Linked DNA regions of Gossypium hirsutum: all the other regions are linked to region 3. The links are chromatin contacts, called in public Hi-C maps. All regions are on one chromosome and are shown on one strand. The core of a region is the stretch at or near the end of the contact, and the rest is flanking DNA. Distances in the headings are between cores, read along the strand shown. Region 1 holds the start of LOC107904403 (DNA-directed RNA polymerase V subunit 7). Region 2 holds the start of LOC107904413 (NADPH:quinone oxidoreductase). Region 3 holds the start of LOC107904407 (mitotic spindle checkpoint protein BUBR1).

Region 1 (4,011 bases), core at 847-3,346, 190 kb after region 3:
CCAAGTTAACATCATAAGTTAGCCCTATAGTCGCAAAAACTACATGTTCCTAATACGTACATAGGTTGACCAAAGTCATATATTCAGGAAACTGGTCCTAAGTAGTCACCTTCCAAACTCACCAACGCCTGAAATTCCCTCTCGGCCTCCATCCATTTGGTCCCAATCACGATAAACCTAACGATCACATCTTTATCAATCTTTGAGTGTTTGTCGTTCATGAATATACCATTCTCCCCGGGCACATAGTGGTAGTCGGGCATTTTTATGTGAGACAAATATATGTTTTGGACTGGGCCACACCTCAAAAACACTCCATGTTTTAGTATCTTATGTACAACCCCTTGCAGAATCTCTCCTCTGTACATCTTGAATGTAATTCCGCTGAAGACAACAGGGAAAAGCACATCTCCTGAGTTCTGTCTAACTCTGCCCTCGCCAATGCTCTCTAGGGTTGTTACAGCCATGAAATATCCGAGATCCTTGGTGGCCTTCTTGCAAGCAAATTCATCCATAAGGCGGATCACTATTGCCTTTTTGAGCATCAAGCCTTTGGCATCCAAGCTGTCAGCAGGAATTATGACATTCCATGGCATCTGCACCTTGAGAAACATTCTGCAGAAAACAACATTAAAAACAAAAAAAAAACGAAACTCACAATGAAATTAATGTCCTTCAGAGCCAAAAAATGGTATACCAATCTAGAAGAATTCAAAAACTGAAAAAGGTTCACCTACAACTTAGTTTTCAACCACTTAAAACATTACCCAATTGTAATGAATAAACCCAACAATGCCCGTTTCACATCATCACTAATTCTCAATTCCATAAATACTGATAACACCAAACCGATAATCAAACATGAAGCAACAGAAAACAGATACTATGAATGGAAAACCATGCCATTTCCTTCAAAAGAAATTGAAATTTTCTAAACAAAACAAGGTGAGCAGATTCAGTAGGCTCAACGACCCACAACTCATAACTAAATTTTCATAGTCATTGACAAATCGGAACATTACCATTGAAATTCTTCACAAAACAAGGGAAACCCTTTTAAAAGCAAAGTAGTTCCAAACGAATGTGTATGATTAACAAACTCCCAGAGGTGTTATACCTACGTTGCTCTGACTCATCTCTTTTTTTGTTTGTGTGAATTATCCATGTTTGCCATACATCCGAACAAGGGTATGGGATCATAACCTCAAATGATCCTCCAAATGCAAGGGAAAAAATAAGAAAAAAAGTGAATATATCATGCATATATGGGTGTGGGGTTCTGAACCTCCAATGGTCCTCCAAATGCATGAAATATTTGAACATACTGTGTTGGACACGTACCATATCCGGCTATCACACTCGAGTCCAAGTAACATTGATCTAAACTATCATCATTACATTACATGCCCGATTAAACAACAACAATAGTGATAATCCATAAACACAAACGAAGGCAATTTTCTGATCCGCATCCACACATACTACCAGGCAGAATTCGTGATTAAATCCTGAATATAGAATCTCACCCAACTAATCAATCTTCTCTAAAGAAAAACATCAACTTAATTCAATACAGAAACCAAAACATAAACTCCATGTTAACATCCTCTTAATATTAAAACCCACAATTTTATCATTAAAAAAATTCAAGAAATGCAAAAAAAGAGAACTCAACTAGTCGAAATCACAAGCCATTCGGAAAACAATCAAAGAACAAGAAGAGAACCACCTTGAAAAACTTTTCATCTGTTCAATCGAACATGCAATAGAATCAGTCAAAGAAAAGCCCAATGGAAATCATATATCTCGAACTAAAAATGAAATACTTTAAAAAGAATCAAAATTAGGAGAACAAAAGATTCAGATCAAGACAAGGTAAGTGGATGAGGTTTATTTTGGTGAATAATATAACAAATATTGCAGATTAGAGGTGAAGCAAAACTAACCTGTAAAATAAACAAGGAAAGAGTGTGAGCTGCTAAAGAGTGAAACTGGTAATGACCTGTCAGGCTGCTGTGGACTTAAGAGTAGAAAGAAAAGAAAAAATGATCTTCCCTGCCCTAAAGCTCTAAATTGTTCGCCTAAAATTGGGTTTAATTTGTAAAACCGATAATGGACCTTGGACATGGGCCTTTTTTTAAAAGAATGTCACAAATTCCGGTCTACTGTATTTCTCTCTTTTTTTCTTTTTAGTCTGTAATTTTTTGTTTTTTATCGATTTAAAGCTTTTTGCTTTTTCCTTTGAAAATTCAAGTTAGAACTATAATTCAATCAGTTTATTCTTGATTCAACCCTACTATACGTAGATGTATAGTTACTCACGTATAGTTACCCATCAAAAAGTAATGAGGGTGTAATCAAGAGGTGACGTAAACGTCTTATTCTTGATGGGATTTGAATCCCTGACTTATATTATTGTTAAGGTAAATGATACCATTTGAGCTCCTTGAAAATGTCAGCCTGATTCCTCAACAAATCCATCTATGATTTGACAAAAAGAAATTGTCTATAATTTTTTTTCTACATTGCCAAACAATAATTTAAATAATAAAAATTAAAGTTCAATAAAAATAATGAGATGATTATTTCTTAATTTTCCTTTTTAACGTGGAGCTAATATTTTTAAGTTAAAAGGTATTAGATAGAAAGAAGGGTAAGTCTAAATTGCAACCGCAAATTTATTTATAGAAACGATGGGAAGTGTCACATGCATAACAAATAATACTGTGAACTATTTTGTAGCTGTCTTTTTCATCATGCCTATCGTATTTAAAAGAGTATAATCAAGAGATTTGTGCAAAGTCTACTAAAGCTTAATACTTTAATCAAATAATGTACAAGCCAACTAAATTTTTTTATTTATAATATATTTTTATTTTTAATTAGTATTAAAAATTCTCAATTACACCTCAACTTTAAATATAAATAGTTTAAATATGAAAATTAAGTTAATTTTTATTAGGTAAAAAGTAAGACCCAAGTTGAATTTTTAACTGAAATCGAGCTTAAGCTCTAGAAACAAAACTTGAATTTAAATTTAAATTCAAGTTTTACTCGAGTTTTTTTAGTGATCACATTTATCAACTTCTAATCAAATAAAAATTTCCGATAAATATCATAACTATCATAATAATATTCATTATATACCTTACAAAAAAAAGATTACATTCATAACCACAATCTAAATCATTTATTAGCATTCTACTTTATTCGCAAGGTCAACATAAAGGTTAATATAATTTTGAACCCTAAATTTAATTACTAGATCCATTTTAATATATATATTGATTTTAGTTCTTAAACTTGTCAATTAAGTTCACTTAATCCTAAAATATTTAAAATATATATAAAAATTTAATAATGTGATACTTTAAAACTATGCCACATCATTACTTAAAAAAGATTGAATCTAATGACATAACACAATTTTAAAATGCCGCGTTATCAAACTTTTACACTCTTTCAAATTTACTAATCAAAATAGATCCAAATACCAAAGTATCAAAATAAACTAAAAAAAAAGGTAAACATCAAAGTGGGCCAAAATTCTACTGAGGAAGCCACATGCTACTTACCAGAGCACTTTTAACTCGTTCCAAATCCATAAATGTCGAATACAAATGAGTCCGTACAGGTATGCAATTTTTTTTTCCTTTTAAAAAAAATCTATATATTTGAAAGCTAAAAATCTCAAACTCAAGTTTGAATGTATGGCGAGTATCTTAGGAAAAATGAAAGCCAGGTAACATAGCTCCAAAGGCTCAAAACAGCTGTACTTGGCCATGGTATGGTTTCCATCTCATATACACAACTCAAATGTGATTATGTAAACATACAAAGAGAACAGAGTGATTTAAAGATGCCATAAAGAAGGATGAAAGAAAATCCAGTTGTTTTCTCTTACAAGGGAGTGATGAACTTATATTTCACACAAACCGGCTGATGCATATTTGCCATTTTCTCCTACGTCAAGCCAGATTTCAAGTCAACGCTTTCTCCTACTTCAAGCCG
Region 2 (3,755 bases), core at 112-2,611, 130 kb before region 3:
AGCTTTTAAGTATTTTTAGGAATTAAATATTATATTAAAATTAAAATTTATTATTAAATATACAGTCACTTAATTTTGGGTTATTAACAAATCAATCACATTAGTTTCATTTCAGTCATTCAACTTTTAAAAAAAATAAAACAGTCGCTAACATTATCAAAAAGTAACAAATCAATTATTTACTAATATTTTTTGTTATTGTCTTTACGAGATCACTGATGTGACAAATTAATTAGTTAATGTGACCAACTAACTTGTCACGTTGGGCAAGTAGTCAAAGGGTAAAAAAAAAAAGAAGATGATTAGTTAATGGTAAAAGAAAAATAAGAGAAATGTAGAAGAAGAAGAAAAAGAATAGGAGAGGAAAGGAAAGGAAAATAGGAGTAGCTTATCTCCATTACAAAAACAGACCATTGAACCTGGAGCTAGTTTTGCAAGATAAAGCCACATTGGACAAGCATCCAAGTCCCTTTGAAAGTCCTTTGAATAACCTGGAGCTTATCTCCATCAATTTGTGAAAGAGCAGATAAATACATGCAAACAAAACATACATATGGTTAAAAAAGAACTAGAAGAAAAAAACAAGAAAAAAAACTTGATTTGATGGCTGAATAAGTCCCTTTTTGCTCGTTTTCTTCTGATGATCTTTTATAGAGATGGACTTAACCAAACTTTCCTTCCTACCTTAATTACTGGCAATGACTAGCATAGATTCCTCATATGTGGCAGCTAGGGCAGAAGATACAGAGTTAAATGGCAGGCTTTCATCCAAGTTAGTTGTTGGAACCACCCCGGAATGTTTAGCTGTAGCTAATAACAACTTAGATGTTAAAGATTCAGTTCCAAGTTTTGGTTGTTGTACAGTGCTCCCCTGACAAGCATCCAAGTCCTTTTGAGCCTGAGATAAGCTAATCTTGCTAGCTAGAATTGAAGGTTTGAAGGACCTAACCTTTTCAACAGCAGAGAAGCTACTTGACAACGAGGAATCTACAACCTTTTCTCCAAGAGAAACAGTGATTGGCTTAACATTAACCTATACCGAACCATTGTTCTTTAAAGCCCAAAAAGCTAAACTTTTTTTTAATTGACATAGATAATGATTGAAAATACTGTTGACATAAAAAAGTGAGAAAAGGTTTGAGGGAGAAATAATAATAAAACAACACTATGAATTTGAGTTCAAGAGGAGTCTAATGGGAAGCGGAGTTGAATAAACATAGATTAGAGACTGAAGCTTCAAAAATTAGATGAGAGAATGTTGATTTTAGAATGGAGGATGAATGTGGGGGATAAGGATGACGATTCGTTACATTCAGTGTTTAGAGGATTCATTTGTAGAGATGCAGTATGGGATTGATTTGAAAAGTGGAGGCATCTCCATTTTTCTTCTTCTTCTTATTCTCCTCTTCCTCTTCTTCTTCTTCTTTTGTATAAACCCTAAATTGGTGCTAAAGGGGCTGTTAAAATTAGTGCTAACTGACCAGCTGAACGGTTAATGCCACCAAGCAATCCATCATCTATCATGTCATTTTACTGTTACATTTGTAATGAAAAACGGTTAAAATGGTTGTTTTATTATTTTTCTAAAGCTGAGTGACTGAAATAAAACTAATATAATTGATTTGTCAGTTACCCAAAATTAAGTGACTGTTGGTGTAATTTACCCTTATTTTAATAAAGTCCAACTGTTATCTTCAAAAAAAAATCCAATTAACATATAAATTTTTGAACATACTCATACTTGATTTAAGTTTTAAAAATTATTTTTATACAATAATTTTTTTATTTTAGAATATATTTTATTTTTAAATTACAATTATATGTTATTTTATTGTTCTCGCTTAAACAATCTAAAAAATTTATTAACAATAAATAATTTATCATTCAATTTATCTACAAAATAATTAATTAAATTACGCTCTATATATATTATAAATTATTCGTAATGAACTCAAGTGCAAAAAAATTCATCTATGTGAACTGCCACATGTACAAAGGCCGTTGAATCATCATTTATTAACTATCACATCAACAAATTGTTTATTTGACCAATTTTTTCAATTAAAATGCTCAATTAGATGTAAAAAATTTAAAAGGACTTAATTAATTTTTTAAAATATTTTTCTAGGATTTTATAAAAATAAATCCTAAATAAAAAAACACATAACAATTTTTTAACTTAATTGTAGAGTTGAAAAAACACCCATACTCACGAATAACAATCCATAAAAAGTAAAATACATAATTGAAAAATAGAACAAAGTTTGTTTCTTGAATGTTGAAACATTATTTCCTAAGTTATTTTCTAACATAATAAAATTTTCAACCCTTCCAAAATATAAGATGTATCTTATATCAAAAGTTGGATTACATTTTGTTTTCTCTATTAAAAATGGGTAAAGTAGTTTATATACGTTAAATTAAAGAGCAAACTATATGTTGTTAATATGAGAAATATTTTTTTAGAATAACAAATATCCACTTAATCATATGTCAAAACCTTAAATGTCTCAAATTAAAGAGTTAGTGAGTCGTGTCTGGTATTTGTGTGTAACTCCATTATCTCAAATGGTATCATATCTCACGATATAGTGTAAAAAATTCTTTTGTATATACATAATTAGCATCTATCATATAATATTTGAGTTCATGGTGCAAAAAATCCGTAACTTTAATTATAAAAAATTATATAAACTTGATTTTAAGAAAGAATTATACAAAGTTATAATTTTTTTATAATATGAAAATTAAGTAAAAAATAATATAAAATTTATAATATATAGAAAAATTATAAAGTGTCCTACAACTTTTATATAACAATATTTTTTTTCCATAAATTAGAATTTTTTTTTTTACAAATAAGTTAAATAAGCATATTACTTTGAAAATATATAGCATGTACATATAAATAAGTTTTGTTCATATTTATCGATCATAACTTTTTATAATTAAATATTTTATAACACTTTTATAACAATAATTTTTTTGAATTTTAACTTAAAAAATAATTAAATTTAAATAATATAATTTTTTATAATTTTATAAAATACACATACATTACTTTATAATATAATCTTTTAAGATTTATAATATAATAAATCATTGGCTATAACCATCCAAACACTTATGCATTTTTATGTATATAATATAAAAATTTATAACTTAAACTTGAATAAAACATTTAAATTGAATTTGGGTGTAATTAGGTGTGTAATTATTTCAATTCTTCCCCTCCCCTATAAATTGGGAAATATAATTGAGGTGCGCCAATTACATCCAATTCAGTAAAACTCACCAATTCTAATGGTTAACCAAACAATTATACCTAAATTCAATTATTAGACACCTTTATAAACAGTACCTAAAAGTTTCATTTGTTTTTACTATTACATTCCGACATAACTGACAGAACATATTTATCCATCTTAAGTCCAAAACCCCACATTTTAAATGAATCGGGCTTTATCACTGTTTATTATTAGGGTATTAACATAAAATAGTGCATATATTTCAAGTGGGCTGGGCCTAGAAAACCATTAATTCTCTCTTTGAACCCTGTCCGACACATGGTTCAACTTTTTGTTTTTTTGTGTTTGAAGTAAGTTTAACTTTATGGTTTTTGGAATCAGAATAGACTTGGAATTGATGGAAATATCGGTTCAAAGTAAGAGATTAGCGGTTCAAAGTAAGAGATTAGGTTGATTGGTTCGTAAATCAGTAAATATCGATTAAATTGATTAAAATTTCAATTGAAC
Region 3 (3,759 bases), core at 497-2,996:
GTGTAATTAAATTGAGAGAACATTTTCTTTAAAAGTTTTGTTGTGCCTTTTTTTTTCTTTTGATGCTTATTGCTTGTGTATATAATTAGTGCCTTAGAAATTTTTTATTGAGATTCTCAATTTTCAGTGATTTAAGTTGATTTAAGTAAATTTGAAACAAATACATTACTTAGGTTTACTAAGTTATAGTCTAGGTCCATTGTACCTGCCGTCTTTGATTACACCCTTCACCCTTGCATCTAAGTGCTAAATAAAAGCTCTAAATACATTCCAAACAAGTTTTAAAATATATGTAATTTAAAATATATTATATAAAACTGTTTTTAGATGTTATAAGTTATATAAAAAAAGTTAAATAATATATATTATGTAATTAAAAATAAGTTTAGCCGAAGTAAACTTAAGCTTTAAATATTCAGTACACATGCATGGACCTTAGAGGAATAACTCAATATATAAATAGATGTACTTTTAAGTCAATTTAATTTAAAAAAATTAAATATGTATTTGATTTTTTCACACTTTAGTTGAAATGACTATGTTAAAATAGTGAAATGCATCATGTCATGTGTTCAAATATCATAGTTTTTATTATGTGTATATATATTATTAGATTTGCCAAAATACAAAAAGACATAAATATCTTCAAAATAATGATTGTTAATTTGTAAAACTTCTTAATATTTAGTGTATATATATAAGGCTTAATGGATAAAAATTCTCAAATAATTAAAAAAAAATCAATTAAGTTCCTCTCAATTTTTTGCATTGAATTAAGCTCCTCATGTCAACAAAAAGTAAAAAGATTTAAAATATTTTTTAAAATTATTTTAAAAAATAAATTTATAATGAATGGAAAAAATGTGGGTATTCAAAAACTCATTTATTCAGATTCATTTTAAAATTATAAAAAAATATAAAAAATTGTAAAAAAACCGTTAAATTTACAATCCAACCATAATCTTTTTCCTTTTTTTTTTTTTTAAAAGCAGTCTATTTTCACTTAATTCTTTCCCCATGTTCTAGATTTTGTTTAACTTATTATATAGATACGTACACTTACATTCCATTAATTTATACTTACATTCCATATTTTTATATTTCAATTGAAAATGATATATTTTGAATATTTATATAAAAAATTAATTGATTTGAAATATCAATTAACATGTTTGTTAGATGATCTCTCTTGCAAATGTGTTTTTAAAACAAGAAATAAATAAACAACAGAATAGACAGAACATAATAACTGTTTAGTTTTAATTAACTCTTTAATGTTCAATTTTATATGCAAAAGTGCACTTTATAATTTTTAAATAATTTTAGTAATTTTAAAATTGTTTTATTTTTTATATTCAGAATTAATTTGTTTTAGATTTAATGCAAACATTAAAAAAAATATTAAGTTGAATATATAAAAAAATTTAATAAAAAATTATAAATTATTAAAATAAAATAAAATAAATATTTTTAGAAAAATACTATTAGGCCTAAAACGGGTTTGAGTTAATCTTTTGGAAATATGGACATGCTTTTTAGGCCTATATTTTAGTTCGGGTCAAGCTTAGACAAATATAAAGCATGTTAATATTATATTTAAGCTTAATCCAAATTTAAAGACCCGACTATTAAACAAATCTAATTAAGGGAAAAAAATTAGGAGGAGCTTATTTAAAATAATAATAATAATAATTGAGGACTTTCTATACATTAAACCTAAAAAGAAAGATGGGAATTGACCGAGGCTAGCCCAGTATGTCAAGTTATTTTATTTCAAATCTAATTCTCATATAACGGCAACTTTTCGAGGAGCCGTTGTTACATTTCAAAATTTGAAATCTCATCTCCTTTTTCTAAATTTCTCTCTTTTTTTTTCCATTTCTCAAACTCAGCAAGAAGAGAGCAGAAGAGCAGCCAAGCGATGGATCCAGAGACCGAGTTCCTTTCATCGAAACGACAAACGGGAAACGAATGGGAACTCTTCAAAGAAAACGTGAGACCTTTGAAGAGAGGCCGAAACGTCGATCTCTTAAACCACGCTCTCAAAGCTCGCACCAATGATCAACTCAAGAAATCTCTCCTTGAAAACCGAAGGTCTCTTCCAAAATCCTTATCTACGATTATTTTGTGTTCTTTTTAACTTTATTTTTAATATTTGATCCATTTTCTTTCTGGGTACTTCCTTTTTTCTTACTTTGAATCTTTAGGAGATTGATCGAGGCAATAGATGAGTACCAAGGAGACGATCCTCTCCAGCCTTGGCTTGAGTAACTATTCTTCCCATTACATAACTTTTATTTGAACCTTGAAATGTTCTAATGGTTGGAAACGAATTTGGGTTTTGCATTTTGAATGATTGAAATTCGAAATTGAGTAAAAATGGAAAGCGGGTAGTGTTGACTGTTGATTCAATTGTTTTATTAGGGTGTCCTTGTTTCAAATTAGATATGGTTAAATTATTTCAGTGGCTTATTGTTTGTTTTGTACGTTTTCTTTTTTGGGGTTAAGTTGCATTAAATGGGTTCAAGAGGCATTCCCACCAGGTGGAGACTTCTCAGGACTGGTATTGATCTATGAGCAATGCGTTCGTGCTTTCTGGCATTCGGATCATTATAAAGATGATCTCCGCTACCTGAAAGTTTGGTTGGAATATGTGGGTACTTTTCACCTTCCTTCTTTTTAATCATCTTATATAGAATCATAGATGGTGATGTTTATAGTTTGCTTAAGTTGTTTATGCTTGCTCAGATGTCAATTTAATCAGAAATATGCTACTTAACATGTTATAAATGAACACATCGAAAGCATACCAATTGAAATGGCAATGGTGTTTTCTCTGAGTTTAAAATGCTGAATCAGTGTTTGGGAAATGGTGTTTGCAGGCTGAGCATTGTAGTGATGCTGAGGTCATTTATTATTTTCTTGATGCCAATGATATTGGGAAGACACATTCAGCTTACTATATAGCATATGCTTTGCACATGGAGTCCAAGTCTAAGATGAAAGCAGCAAATGATTTACTCAATCTTGGGATATCAAGGTAAAAGCTGTCTTCCATATTTAGTTTTGATGGAAGATATATGATTTGATTCAACTGATACTGAAGTGCATTTCATTTTATGTTAAAACATGCTTTTTCTCTCAAGGCTTACTTGGTTTGTGTGTAGATTTTTTTATCCATTTATACTTTTGTAAATTTACATTTGTTGATCTAATTAAGCTTTCCTGCAAATGTAGTAATGCTCAACCAATAGAGAAGTTGAGGGATGCATACAAGAAATTTCTTGCTCGCTCAATGAGAAGACCTAATGCTACTGAGGTATAGACTATAGACTGATGTTTAATGTCTTCTCTACATTTGAATTGCTTCTATAGGGATTTTCTTGGTTATGTTTTTCATTCTTTTCCCAAACTACAGGAAGAGTTGAAGGAAGATGACTTACCAGTCCGAAGTTTCGGAACTGTCTTGGCCAGGGGAGAGAGTCGTAAGTTCTATTTCTCTTCTTTGTCAATTTCAATTTACCATCTAAAAGCTTTTTCCACAGCATAATATGTAACTTCATGTGATTGCAGAAAGGCAGGCCATCAAAACTTTTGAGCTTGGCAGAAACAAGTTGAAGCAAGATCAGTAAGCAAAAGAACCTTTCTATACTTAAGTTTGAGCTCTCATCTTGTGTTATTCGGACTTGGATACTTGGAATTTGTATCTCCATATCCATGTTTCAGACACAAATGTCAAACACGTGTACTTCAAGAAAA

The links. A called contact is a pair of places that touch in the nucleus more often than the background predicts.
Region 1: a contact with region 3 is called in a Hi-C map of leaf, with 2.5 times the contacts expected there. The contact joins the promoter of LOC107904403 here to the promoter of LOC107904407 in region 3. A contact is called at or near these places in 2 of 34 Hi-C or Micro-C datasets (callus and leaf).
Region 2: a contact with region 3 is called in a Hi-C map of leaf, with 1.6 times the contacts expected there. The contact joins the promoter of LOC107904413 here to the promoter of LOC107904407 in region 3. A contact is called at or near these places in 3 of 34 Hi-C or Micro-C datasets (all in leaf).

What each region holds. Positions count from the first base shown.
Region 1 is chrA05:34,025,810-34,029,820 of Gossypium_hirsutum_v2.1, forward strand. LOC107904403 (DNA-directed RNA polymerase V subunit 7) reads right to left here and starts at 2,097. Exons shown (of 2, transcript XM_041112273.1): 1 at 1,947-2,097; 2 at 1-615. The coding sequence starts at 614. The coding sequence ends at 84. LOC107904401 (protein unc-13 homolog) reads right to left here. Exons shown (of 26, transcript XM_041112275.1): 26 at 3,569-4,011.
Region 2 is chrA05:33,710,114-33,713,868 of Gossypium_hirsutum_v2.1, forward strand. LOC107904413 (NADPH:quinone oxidoreductase) reads right to left here and starts at 1,362. Exons shown (of 7, transcript XM_016830777.2): 1 at 950-1,362; 2 at 685-871; 3 at 412-497. The coding sequence starts at 450.
Region 3 is chrA05:33,839,202-33,842,960 of Gossypium_hirsutum_v2.1, forward strand. It overlaps LOC107904407 (mitotic spindle checkpoint protein BUBR1), which reads left to right and starts at 1,747. Exons shown (of 11, transcript XM_016830769.2): 1 at 1,747-2,094; 2 at 2,208-2,267; 3 at 2,509-2,653; 4 at 2,883-3,040; 5 at 3,238-3,319; 6 at 3,419-3,485; 7 at 3,574-3,628. The coding sequence starts at 1,922.